Linked DNA regions of Danio rerio: region 2 is linked to region 1. Evidence: chromatin contacts called from public HiCAR-type data. All regions are on one chromosome and are shown on one strand. The core of a region is the stretch at or near the end of the contact, and the rest is flanking DNA. Distances in the headings are between cores, read along the strand shown. Region 1 holds the start of atg5 (ATG5 autophagy related 5 homolog (S. cerevisiae)). Region 2 holds the start of stx12l (syntaxin 12, like).

Region 1 (6,451 bases), core at 3,875-6,374:
GGTCTGTCAAAATCAAGTGTTATTTTGTATCAATGCAGAACAACTCTAATATAACAAAAGTTGCACATTGTTACTTTTGACCCAGTCAGTAAAGTTACAACAAAAATATTTTCTGGATTTGCTGGCCTAATCTTATCCCATCAGGATGATCTCTATGATTGTGGTTAATCTCCATTTGAAAGCAACTTGATGCAACTTAATGCTTCAAAGAAGGTTGTAGCCAATAGTTATGCCAATAGTTGGTAATCAGCAACCATAAAAAATGCATTTGTCACTGAATTATTTTTCTAAGAGATTCTTTAAAACTGCTGATTCATCCAGTAATGAAACAACGTCTTTGAGTGAGTAGTAGAATCATTCAACGTGAGAATTAAAAAAATAAAATATAATATTTTATACTTGTGTATTACAACTTTATTAGCATTTGGAGCTAATAAATATGTCAGAAACTCTAGAAAATGACTGATTTTTAAGTTACCTATTGCGAAGCGTAGGAGAATTGGGGTTTCTATTTTAAACAGAAAAACTGTAATTATCAGTTTATTCCGAATTGCGCATTTCTAGAATATACTCTACTACTAGTGTGTAAAGTAAGATAATTAATGCATTAATTATATTGTTTTTACAAGTTGTAGCAGTTTTATTATTATAGTACATAGAAAAACATTAAACAATAGAGCTATATCAAGAATCTTTTATTATTTTGTGCCCCTCAAAGCTATCAGGCCAGAAGAAAATCAGATAGCATTTTCTGTTAATAAAAAAATACTTCTCTCACGATTAAAAGTGAAATTTTTTATATGTTTTTTCACATTTTACACAATTAACTATTGAGATCTTTAATTTAGATTTGTACATTTGTACTTTTCAAAAAAAAAAAAAAAGAAATTCTGAAAATTGTAAAAATAAATAAATAATAATAATAATAATAATAATTCCATCTTTCATGAATTGTACTCTTTATTAAACATAAATAAGATACGAAATTGACTAAAAATGTATCTTTTTTTGCAAATATACTCCTTAAAGTTGTCAAAAACTGAGTTGGATCATAAACTTTATTGACAGTTGTGTAAAAAGCCAAAATGTGCACTGAGCGATATTGATATTTTTATAATCACATAAAGCATCAATATTTAGTAATATGTATGCATGTCATGTATTGAATTATTTATTAGAAGCACAGTAACAGGCTCTGAATAAAAGCATTTGCAACCTGCATGAATGTGAAATCGAAAGTGTCAAAGCTACTCCGCATAAAACCAGGTGTTTTGCAACATTTTTTCAACTCAACCTACCATTTAAGAGGCGTTCCCTCGTGTTCAAACCACATTTCCTCCACATCCTCTGCCTTCATGACTTTGAGAAAATGTTTCTTGACTTTATCAGTGACTAGTGTCAGGTAACTGACCCGTGGGAGGAGCAGCTGACAGATTGACAGAAAGAAAAAAAAAAAACAGCACAGGTCAGGTGACTTGAAAATACCCATTTTACAACACTAACAAAGTGTCATATTACAGGAACACAATTAACTTTTTTAGAAATAGGCTCATTTTACTACTCCCATAGAGTTAACTGTTGTGTTTTATCAGTTTTTGATCTTTTGAGAGCACAGTTAGCTTAGCTTAGCATAGTTCATTGAATCAGATTAGACCATTAGCATCTCAATATTAAAAATTCACAAAAGAGTTTTGATAATTTTCCTGTTTAAAGGGCATCTATCATACAAAATTAACTTTCGGATGCCGTTTGGACAAAACTGTGTGTAGGTATAGTGTGTCCACAGTCATATTGGAGTAATATAAACACAACAAGTGTCTTTTTCTTAATATCCTGATTTTAAAATAGGATCCAAATTCTAGCAATTTTGAGACCCACTGCAACGTGACATAGCAGTATAATTTTTCCCACCCACCGATATTGATTGACAGTCACTACTATGTCTCAGTTTAAACGCATATAATCATGTTTGTAGGATAGGATTTGCAAAGAAACTGGGAATAAATCTCTGTTTCAACTTGCTGTGATCAAACTGCACCTCAAAAAGCAGTTAGTGGATAACTTTGTATTTTTTGTAGCTTTTTGAACTGTACTCTTTGAGTTATGTAATTCATAAACGCTGTTATAAGTGTACACAACTATAAACGAGGACGCTTCAATCACACAACAGGAGTCCCGGTTTGTGGTTTATATTAAACAGTTACTTAGCTATAGTAAATCACTAAACAGCAGCATATTTACCCATTTTGTAGGCATCCTGTCACATTTGCTACAAATAGATGAGAAAAAACAGCACAATGTATTATACATGCACCTGCTGGAGCCATGGTACAGCAGCTAAGTTTCCTGATTATTATGCTAGAATAAGAGTATAATTACTAGCCATATTGACCTGGAAAAGGTCAACTTTTTATTTCTTATTAAATAATATAACTACAGAAGAGTCAAGCTTTACATACGAAAATTCAATTCAATTCAATTCAATTCAGCTTTATTTGTATAGCGCTTTTACAATGTAGATTGTGTCAAAGCAGCTACACATAAATGGTCATAGTAACTGGATCAGGGTAGTTCAGTTTTTAGTGTTTAAGTTCAGTTCAGTTTAGCTCAGTTCAGTGTGCAAACCATATATGGTTAAGACAGATGTTAATGTTATTACCGTCTTCTTGGACATCGTCATCAATATATTTTCATATATATTGTTAATAAATTGCATACAAAATAGACAACAGTCATTACTACTTCATATACTATACTATACTATACTATACTATACTACTTGGCGATCGTGACGGGCAAATGGGGAACACTGTTTCCAATCACCATTAAATATAACAGACTGAACGGTTTTCTATCAGTCATCAAAGGTGTTTAGTCATTATTTATCTGACAGAGTCAATATAGCAGATACTCGTTTGCTGGCATTGCTGAAACATTTTTCAGAGATATATAAACGATCTAAATTAGTCAAGTTTAATTTACATAATGGATTCATTATATTGAAGGAAATGTAATATGTAAATATGTATAGACTATAATACATCTTTAGATGTAATACAAATCATTTTACATGTAATAAATGCATAACACTATATTAATAGTTTACTACAGCGACTGAATAGTATTTATTTGCTTAATTTTCTAATACATTTTTATTAAAGATTTCCCACATTAAATACTATAGTAATTTTATTATTGTTAAATAGTGTTTTTAAACCATAAAGTACTGGTAATTTAAGGTAATAATAGTTGCAACTAATATAGTGATACAAACTAATTAACTGTTAATAATATATATATATATATATATATATATATATATATATATATATATATATATATATATATATATATATATACATACACACATACATATACATACATATATATATATATATATATATATATATATATATATATATATATACATATATATACATATATATATATATATATATATATATATATATATATATATATATATATATATATACATATATATACATATATATATATATATATATATATATATATATATATATATATATATATATATATATACATACATACATACATACATATACATATATACATATATATATATACATATTTTCCGTTTTCCTTCTCTTTTTTACAATTTAACAACCAAATGAACACTTATGTCTATTCAACTGATTATATTTGAATTACATTACAACATCAACGCTGTAAGAACCTTACCAAAATGAAAAAGCTTTTACTGGAAGTTCATCATTGGCTAAAAAACACTAGCTGAGCATATAGCCCATTATAAAATCTTAACTGTTTAACTCATGGCGGAGTTGTAAAATGGGCCTATTCCACAAAACAAAAGTCAAGCATTCCTTTAACTTACATAGTAGGGTTCTGCCTCTCTCTCTGTGGTTTCGTCTGGAGACAGTGTGAAACAGGCGGGTATCCTTCCAAACCAAACATCTCGAAGCACATCCTTGTCATCTGCCATTATCATCGTTCTCCAAGTGACACATATAATGAATGTCTTCAGCTACCAATCTGTTCAAAACAGAGACCATTGTGTAAAACATTCAATATGTCACAATTTTAAATAGTACAAGGAAAAGTTGACTTTTTGTTATACATCCTTTAATAACTAACTAATTTTAATAACTTTGATACCTTTCTATTGCTGATTATTCATTTTTGCTCTTATACTTGTGTAAATTGCTTCCTTGTCCTCATTTGTAAGTCGCTTTGAATAAAAGCGTCTGCTAAATGACTAAATGTAAAATGTAAATGATTGAACACAAAAATATTTCAGAAAATTTGATTTCTGGCTGACAAACATTTTGAGACATTTATCAAAAATTTGTTTAACTTATTATCTTAACCTTTATTTTAAATTAACAATAAACACAGCATGTCAACTTAAGCAATCAATGTTTTCCTGACAGTACCTTGTTTTTGTTTTGCCTTAAACAAATTACACTAAAGTCAAATACACGATTTTACCAAAAAAAAAACGTTGTGTTAATAATATTCTATAATTTATAAACTTTCTGAAGAGCAATCTATTGTGATACAAATAATAATAATAATAATAATAATAAAATTATAATAATTATAAAAATAAATTAGCCACAAACAAAATACATTTTATAAGCTGTATGTAAGCTTTAAATGTCACAGAACAAACATTTTCAAAATGGCTGCAGCATTTACACTTAAAAGAGGAAATTTAAATATAAAAACACTAACGTTGGCTCTGCTAACTTGGGCTAACTTACTGTTAGCATTTAACACTGTTTATGACAAACAGCACAGGAACGAACAACTTTAAAACGACACATCTTTAAAAGACCAACTTATCTAATGTGTTTGAGGCATTTATTCGCCTATCTGAAGGTGTCAGACTGATAATGTGTGTAAATAAATAAGGACTGACAGAAAAACACAGCACTCGGAGACACACCTTTGGAGCTGGTAACAACACCATAACTGTCTCGATTACAAACACTACTGCATCCAAACGTAAGTAAAAGACACATAATAGTAAATTACATTCATTAGATGTCGACAGGAAGCATTACAGTTGAGCTCATCTTCAACAGCCAGCGATGTCATGCAGCCCTAAGATGGCACGAAACTTCAAAATAAAGGTCTCCACATGTCGATTTATTTTCAAAATAAACGTCACAGTGCATTTAATGTTTTCCACAATAAAAGTTACTCGACTGCTTTGCGTTCATGGTTCATACCATTGGTTCATACGTACGTACTGCATGTAAATGGTAAATATGCATGTTTAAGCTATTTGGAAATAATATGATATGAAATAATAACAATTATTAAAACAATATAATTTTTGGAAAATATGCTTAACGTGAGCTTATAAAACTAGGTATTTATGAGAAATGCACATAACTAAGAAAATGCTAGAAAAAATAAATAATAAAATAACAATATAATAATAATAAATGATGATGATGATGATGATAATAATAACAATATTAATAAAAAAAGTCCTGCCAGTGCACTGAAACGTATAATATACTTAAAGTAACTTCCCTCATTGACTAAATTTTGACACAAAATATAACTTCATTCATTCATTCATTCATTCATTCGTTCATTTTCTTTTTGGCTTAGTCCCTACAGGGAGGGACATTCAACATGCAAAATCCAAACAAAAACGCCAACTGACCCAGACGAGGCTCGAACCAACAACCTTCTTGCTGTGAGGCGACAGCATTACCTACTGCGCCATATGGAAAAGTATACCATTTACTGTCTTTTTCTTTCTTGTATTTAATTAACCAATTAATTTTGAATGTATTGTTTAAAGTTTTAAAAAATGAACACCGATAACCCACCATTGCATTTTTGTTTACACATAATTTTCCATTTTAAAATAGTGATTTCCATTACTCCATAAAAAAAAATATATTGTATTTTAGGAATAGCCTAATTATTTCTTCATGTAGGACATGTTCCAGGATAGATGTCACTCCATGATTGCATTGGCAAAATCACACCCACCTCTTAGAGCCATTAGTTTTTCTGCAAGCAAACACCTTGACTTGAATTTGATCAACAGGGCAATCGGCTTTTCGCAACCATAATTGATGTTCTCCTGCTATTAATAATAGGCTAATAATACTCAATTTTAATACCCATTTTATATGATAAAGAGTTCACTTCAGTCCAGTAGGTGTCACTAAATGCACGCCTAAAAGAATAGAGCAAGCGTTGCACAATGCGCATGCGCAGTACTCGCTATCCATACTGCGCATGCGCTTTACTCACATGGACGCAGTTTCATCGAGACACATTATTTTTTCGTAGTATTTTACGCAAATCATTAGTTTTGTTTATTGCTTTTTGATACAAGTACAATATATGCTATTTTTAATTCATCGTCTGCCTGCTTTTTGTTGATAATATCTTCTAACACGTCTTAGCATGTCTATTGTTG
Region 2 (5,559 bases), core at 1,524-4,023, 250 kb before region 1:
TCAAGAATCTTGGTGTGACTCTGGAGTCAGATCTGAGTTTCAATAGTCATGTCAAAGCAGTAAGTAAATCAGCATACTATCATCTCAAAAACATTGCAAGAATCAGAATGCTTTGTTTCCAGTGAAGTAACTTCTTCATGCTTTTATCAGCAGCAGGGTGGATTACTGTAATGGACTCCTCACTGGCCTTCCCAAAAAGACAGTGAGACAGTTGCAGCTCATCCAAAATGTTGCAGCCAGGATTCTGATCAGAACCAGAAAATCAGAGCACATCACACCTGTCCTCAGGTCTCTACACTAGCTCCCAGTTACATTCAGAATAGACTTTAAAGTATTGTTACTGGTCTATAAATCACTAAATGGCCTAGGACCTCAATACATTTCATATATGCTCACTGAATACAAACCTAACAGATCACTCAGATCTTTAGGATCATATAAACTAGAAGTTCCGAGAGCTCAGTCAAAGCAGGGTGAATCCGCCTTCAGCCACTATGCCCCCCGCTGCTGGAATCAGCTTCCAGAAATGATCAGATGTGCTCCAACATTAGGCACATTCAAATCAAGACTGAAAACACATCTGTTTAGCTGTGCCCTTACTGAATGAGCACTGTGCTGCGTCGACAGATCGCACTATTATGCTTTTCTTTTCTTTTTCATTATCTTATAACATATTTTAACACATTTTTATCTGTTTTATTTATTTTTATTCGTATTTTTATAATTCTTATTATTTGTTTTTATTTTCTTACTCTTGTTTCTTTTATTCCTGTTTATGTAAAACACTTATAATTGCCTCTGTGTATGAAATGTGCTATATAAATAAACTTGCCCTGCCTTGCTTTTCCACTTAGTCCCTTTAACAATACGGGGTCGCCACAGCGCAATGAACTGCCCATTAATACCTATTCAAACTAAATAGTTAAAGATTTAACAGATAATGCAATCTTTTCTTTAAGGAACTCTTCGCCAAGTGAAAAACATAATTCATAATTTACTCATCTTGAAGCCATCCTAGATGTACTGTACAACATGCCTTTCTATTTCAGACAAACACAGAGTTATTAAAAAAAAAAAACTTCCCATATTTTTTATAGGATTTGATGCTGCCCCAGTTTAAGATTTCCATAAAAATAATCCATATCACTACAGCGTGTTATTCAATGCTCTCTAAGGGGAAAAAAATCTGTATTGACATACAGTAAGAGCCAAGCTATCACATATGAAGTAGGACATAAACATGGATAATTTTAATATAAATAATAATACAAATGTACAGGATATCCAAAACTGCCAAAATTCTAATTTAAGATTTACACTATTTCATCGAGTAACATGTTTCTGGATCAATATCTGTGTTTCCAATCAGCCAATTAGATTTAAGGAATACGTTTACAGTTATGTTTAAGTTTAGGCTTACATTTAGGGTTATACAAATCTACATCAGTATATTAATCCCCTCTGATTTTGGGAATAATTTACAGTAAGGGTTAGGCTTATCATACATAGGCTACTTCCCTTGAGAATGTGCAAACTGGAAAAGCATTAAATGTGGATATTTTTCTGACAAAAACTAATTCCTTCACTACAGAAACCATCTTTACCCATGGAGTCGTCATGTGGATTATTTTTTTAAAATTGATGTGTATGTGTAGAAAAAAAAATCAAGCCAGAAAATTACTTTGTGTCATTGTTTTTGTGCTTGTCTAAAAGAAGAAAGGTGTCTTCAGGGTCAGTAAACTGTTTACACTGCAAAAAAATGCTTTTCTTACTTAGATCTTTTGTCATGTTTCTAGTCCAAATAGCTAAAAAATTCCTAATTTAAGAATAATTTTCTAGACAAGCAAAGCATATTGTCTTGTATTGAGAAATAATATTCCAATATTAAGTGAGTTTTTCCTTAATACAAGCAAAATAATCTGCCAATGGGGTAAACAAAATAATCTTACGTCAAAAGAAAAAACAAGATTAATTTGCTTACCCCATTGGCAGATTATTTTGCTTGTTTTAAGGAAAAACTCACCTAATATTGGCATATTATTTCTCAAGACAATATGGTTAGCTTGTCTAGAAAATGCTTCTTGACATAATAAATTTTAGATATTTAGACTAGAAACAAGACAAAAAATCTAAGCAAGAAAGGCATTTTTTGCAGTGTAATTGCACGCATTTCATTTAAACGATCACTTAAAGTGTGTCTGCAATATATCTACTTACTGTTTTGTGTGATTTTCTGGATGTTTGAGCTGCATGTCTGCGTGAGGTTGTTGAAATCTCTCGGCTGTGACTGTGAGTGGCTGCTGTCCATCATTCCGTAAGACATGATGACTGAAAAACAACAGCTGCATGATCAGATGCCATAAATCACATTCACTTTAGGTTAACTGTGTTCGCGCATTAAATATAAATAAACGACTTATTTTATGTACAGGTTACACATTTCTGAAAATAGCAGTAGATAAAACACGTAAATGAATAAACCTGAAACAAATACAGAAAATGTAGGCTACTGCGTACGCAACGCAACACATTTCACGTCGGTAATGGCTCAGCAGGCCTGTCGCTGCAATAAAACAAGGACTAATTATGTACGTCTGAAATTATGTAAATATGCTTGCACGAATGTCAACAAAGCGAACGGTTTCAATACGTAAAGAGTGAGAATGAATCGCATACCTGTAACTGTGATGCTCAGATGCGGCGGCGATGCGCTGCTCCTCTCACAGAAATCGAAATGAATAGAAAGGAAACACACGATCATAGCGGTAACACTAATAGGCGGAGCTTAGATTTCTGTTTTGACGGGTCTACTTTAACTTATTTCTTTTATTTGCTTTGTTAATGTCGCTTAATGTTAATGTTATTATTATTATTTCTATAATGTGCAAATTATTGACTAGATAATATGACTAGAATCACGCTGGACCATTACAGCTGTCATGTGTTACTTTTGGGTTTTGGCAGTGAAACAGCCTAGCCTACTATATTCAAGTGTATTATACATAGTATAGCTTGTTTATAACTTTGTTAATGAATGCCACAGTAGTAATACAGTGTGTATATACACTTTATTAGGTACACCTGTATTTTGTAGACACAGTTAAGACGATCTGCAGCAGTTCAAACCGAGCATCATTATAGGAAAAGAAAGGTGATTTAAGTGACTCTGTATATGGCACGTTTGTTGGTGCCAGACCGGCTGGTCTGAGTATTTCAGAAACTGCTGATCTACTGGGATTTTCACGCACAACAATCTGGGTTTACAGAGAATGGTGCGAAAAGAGATAATATCCATTGAGCGGCAGTTCTGTGGGCGCAAATGCCTTGTTGATGCCAGGGGTCAGAGGAGAATGGTTAGGCTGGTTCCAGCTGATAGAAAGGCAACAGTAACTCAAATAACCACTCGTTACAACCGAGGTCTGCAGAAGAGCATCTCTGAATGCACAACACGTCCAACCTTGTGGCAGATGGGCTACAGCAGCAGAAGACCACACCGTGTGCCACTCCTGACAGCTAAGAAAAGGAAACTGAGGCTACAATTCACAAAGGCTCACCAAAATTGGACAATAGAAGATTGAAAAAACATTTCATGGCCTGATGGCTCTCGATTTCTGCTGCGACATTCAGATAGTCAGAATTTGGCATCAACAAAATGAAAGCTTGGATCCATCCTGCCTTGTGTCAACGGTTGAGGCTGGTGGTGGTGGTGTAATGGTGTATTTTCTTAACACACTTTGGTCACATTAGTATTGTTATTAGTATTGTTGCTGACCATGTCCATCCCTTTATGACCACAGTGAACCCATCTTCTGATGGCTACTTCCAGCAGAATAACAAGCCATGTGATAAAGTGCGAATCATCTCAGACTGGTTTCTTAAACATGACAATGAGTTCACTGTACTCAAATGGCCTTCACAGTCACCTCAATCCAATAGGGCACTTTTGGGATGTGGTGGAACTGGAAATTTGTATCATGGATGTGCAGTCTACAAATCGTGAAATGCTTTCATGTCAATATGGACAGAAATTTTGGAGCAATTCAATCTTGTTGAATCTATGCCATGAAGGATTAAGTCAGTTCTGAAGGCAAAAGGGGTCCAACTTGATTCTAGGTGTACCTAATAAAGTGGCCAGTGAAACAATTCTACTGTATGGTTTCAAAAAAAAAAAAAAAAAAAAAAAAAAAAATATATATATATATATATATATATATATATATATATATATTTTTTTTTTTTTTTAACCATACAGTAGAATTAAAATGATAATTTTACATAAAATCTAATTATTATTATCTAATATATATAATAATAATTACTGTCATTTTAATTCTACTGTATGGTTCAAAAATGCTATAGTATTTACTAAAAACTATAATAGCCTTTATCAGTGTGGATGAGCATTGTATTAAATGATTGTAAAATATATATTTATTTTATGCGTTTTTTGCCCAATTTATTACCAATGACTCAAATATTTTGAGCCACAGGGCGCCCCCTGGAGGAAGATAACGTTTGTTTAATAGAAAAGCTATGAAATGACAACATTTGGCACCTAAATGTCTTCTACAGAATAATGGCTGGATTCATACTACACGGTTTATGTGCGTGCGTCACACACTTTGCCTTTTGTATACCGTGTTTTATTAATAATGCAGTACAGTTATATCGCCTCTTTCAATGAAAACTGATTTCATTTTTTTCTGTGACTGTAACAGTAGGTCTTATCTTTACTGCACTAATAAATAAGATAGCCTATTTGCACATACAAATGATGAGATAGTCTAATACAGTAAGTAAGTCTGTAGGAAAGAGGCTCTTTGGCAAAGTCAGATTCCTGTCTCATGACTTTCATAGGATAATCACACAAGGCTCTCATCACATGACTTCAGTCACACAAGGGCTTATAGCTTGGAGTGCTTGGTTATAGAGCTAAATATTTGCTATATACTGTTACAAGAATCAAACTTTTTTTTGTTGTAATTTATGTAGCATTTTGAACAAAACATGAAAGACTTACTGAAAAGGTTAGACTATTGTTATGTATTAGTTACTTATTTGCAATTCACAGAAGAGGAATGCAGAATTCCTACACATTGCTTTTTTATTGCTCTGTTTAGCTATGTTTTCATCCAAAGACGTGAATTAGACTTTTGCAAATAAAGGTATGTTGCCATCCAATGAGTCGAAGAGCACTAAATCGTCACTTTTCGGATAAACTGGCTCCAAATATCAAAAATAAAAATGGAATTTGCTGCTTTTGAAGAGGCAACTGTGGGTCTTTTTTCACATTTAATAAATTACTTAAATTACTAGAAGATGAAGACGAAATGTGTGGTTGCTTTTATTTTTGAGTAATCAAAACAACATTTAAGATATTTCACAATTTGGCCGGTCAGCTGGTTTGTCCATTAAGGAAGTCCTATCATGCTTTTTCACAAGATATGTTTAAACAAAATTCCATGACGTTTTTGATGCGCGTACTGGAGTTTATTCGTTAAATGTTATTATATTGTAATTGATGCACATTTTTCCTATTAGATTTTTTTATCCTACTCA

What was found. HiCAR-type assays count read pairs that join an accessible place to other places.
Region 2: a HiCAR-type map of caudal fin shows a contact between it and region 1, with 8 times the contacts expected there. The contact joins the promoter of stx12l here to the promoter of atg5 in region 1. A contact is called at or near these places in 5 of 18 Hi-C or Micro-C datasets (caudal fin, embryo and hematopoietic stem cells) and 1 of 4 datasets of contacts at active chromatin or transcription factors (caudal fin).

Annotation. Positions count from the first base shown.
Region 1 is chr16:7,711,487-7,717,937 of GRCz12tu, reverse strand. atg5 (ATG5 autophagy related 5 homolog (S. cerevisiae)) reads right to left here and starts at 5,124. Exons shown (of 8, transcript NM_205618.2): 1 at 5,038-5,124; 2 at 3,875-4,032; 3 at 1,299-1,426. The coding sequence starts at 3,988. It overlaps med18 (mediator of RNA polymerase II transcription, subunit 18 homolog (yeast)), which reads left to right and starts at 6,312. Exons shown (of 2, transcript NM_200335.1): 1 at 6,312-6,451.
Region 2 is chr16:7,957,851-7,963,409 of GRCz12tu, reverse strand. stx12l (syntaxin 12, like) reads right to left here and starts at 2,773. Exons shown (of 10, transcript XM_692489.9): 1 at 2,677-2,773; 2 at 2,218-2,328. The coding sequence starts at 2,761.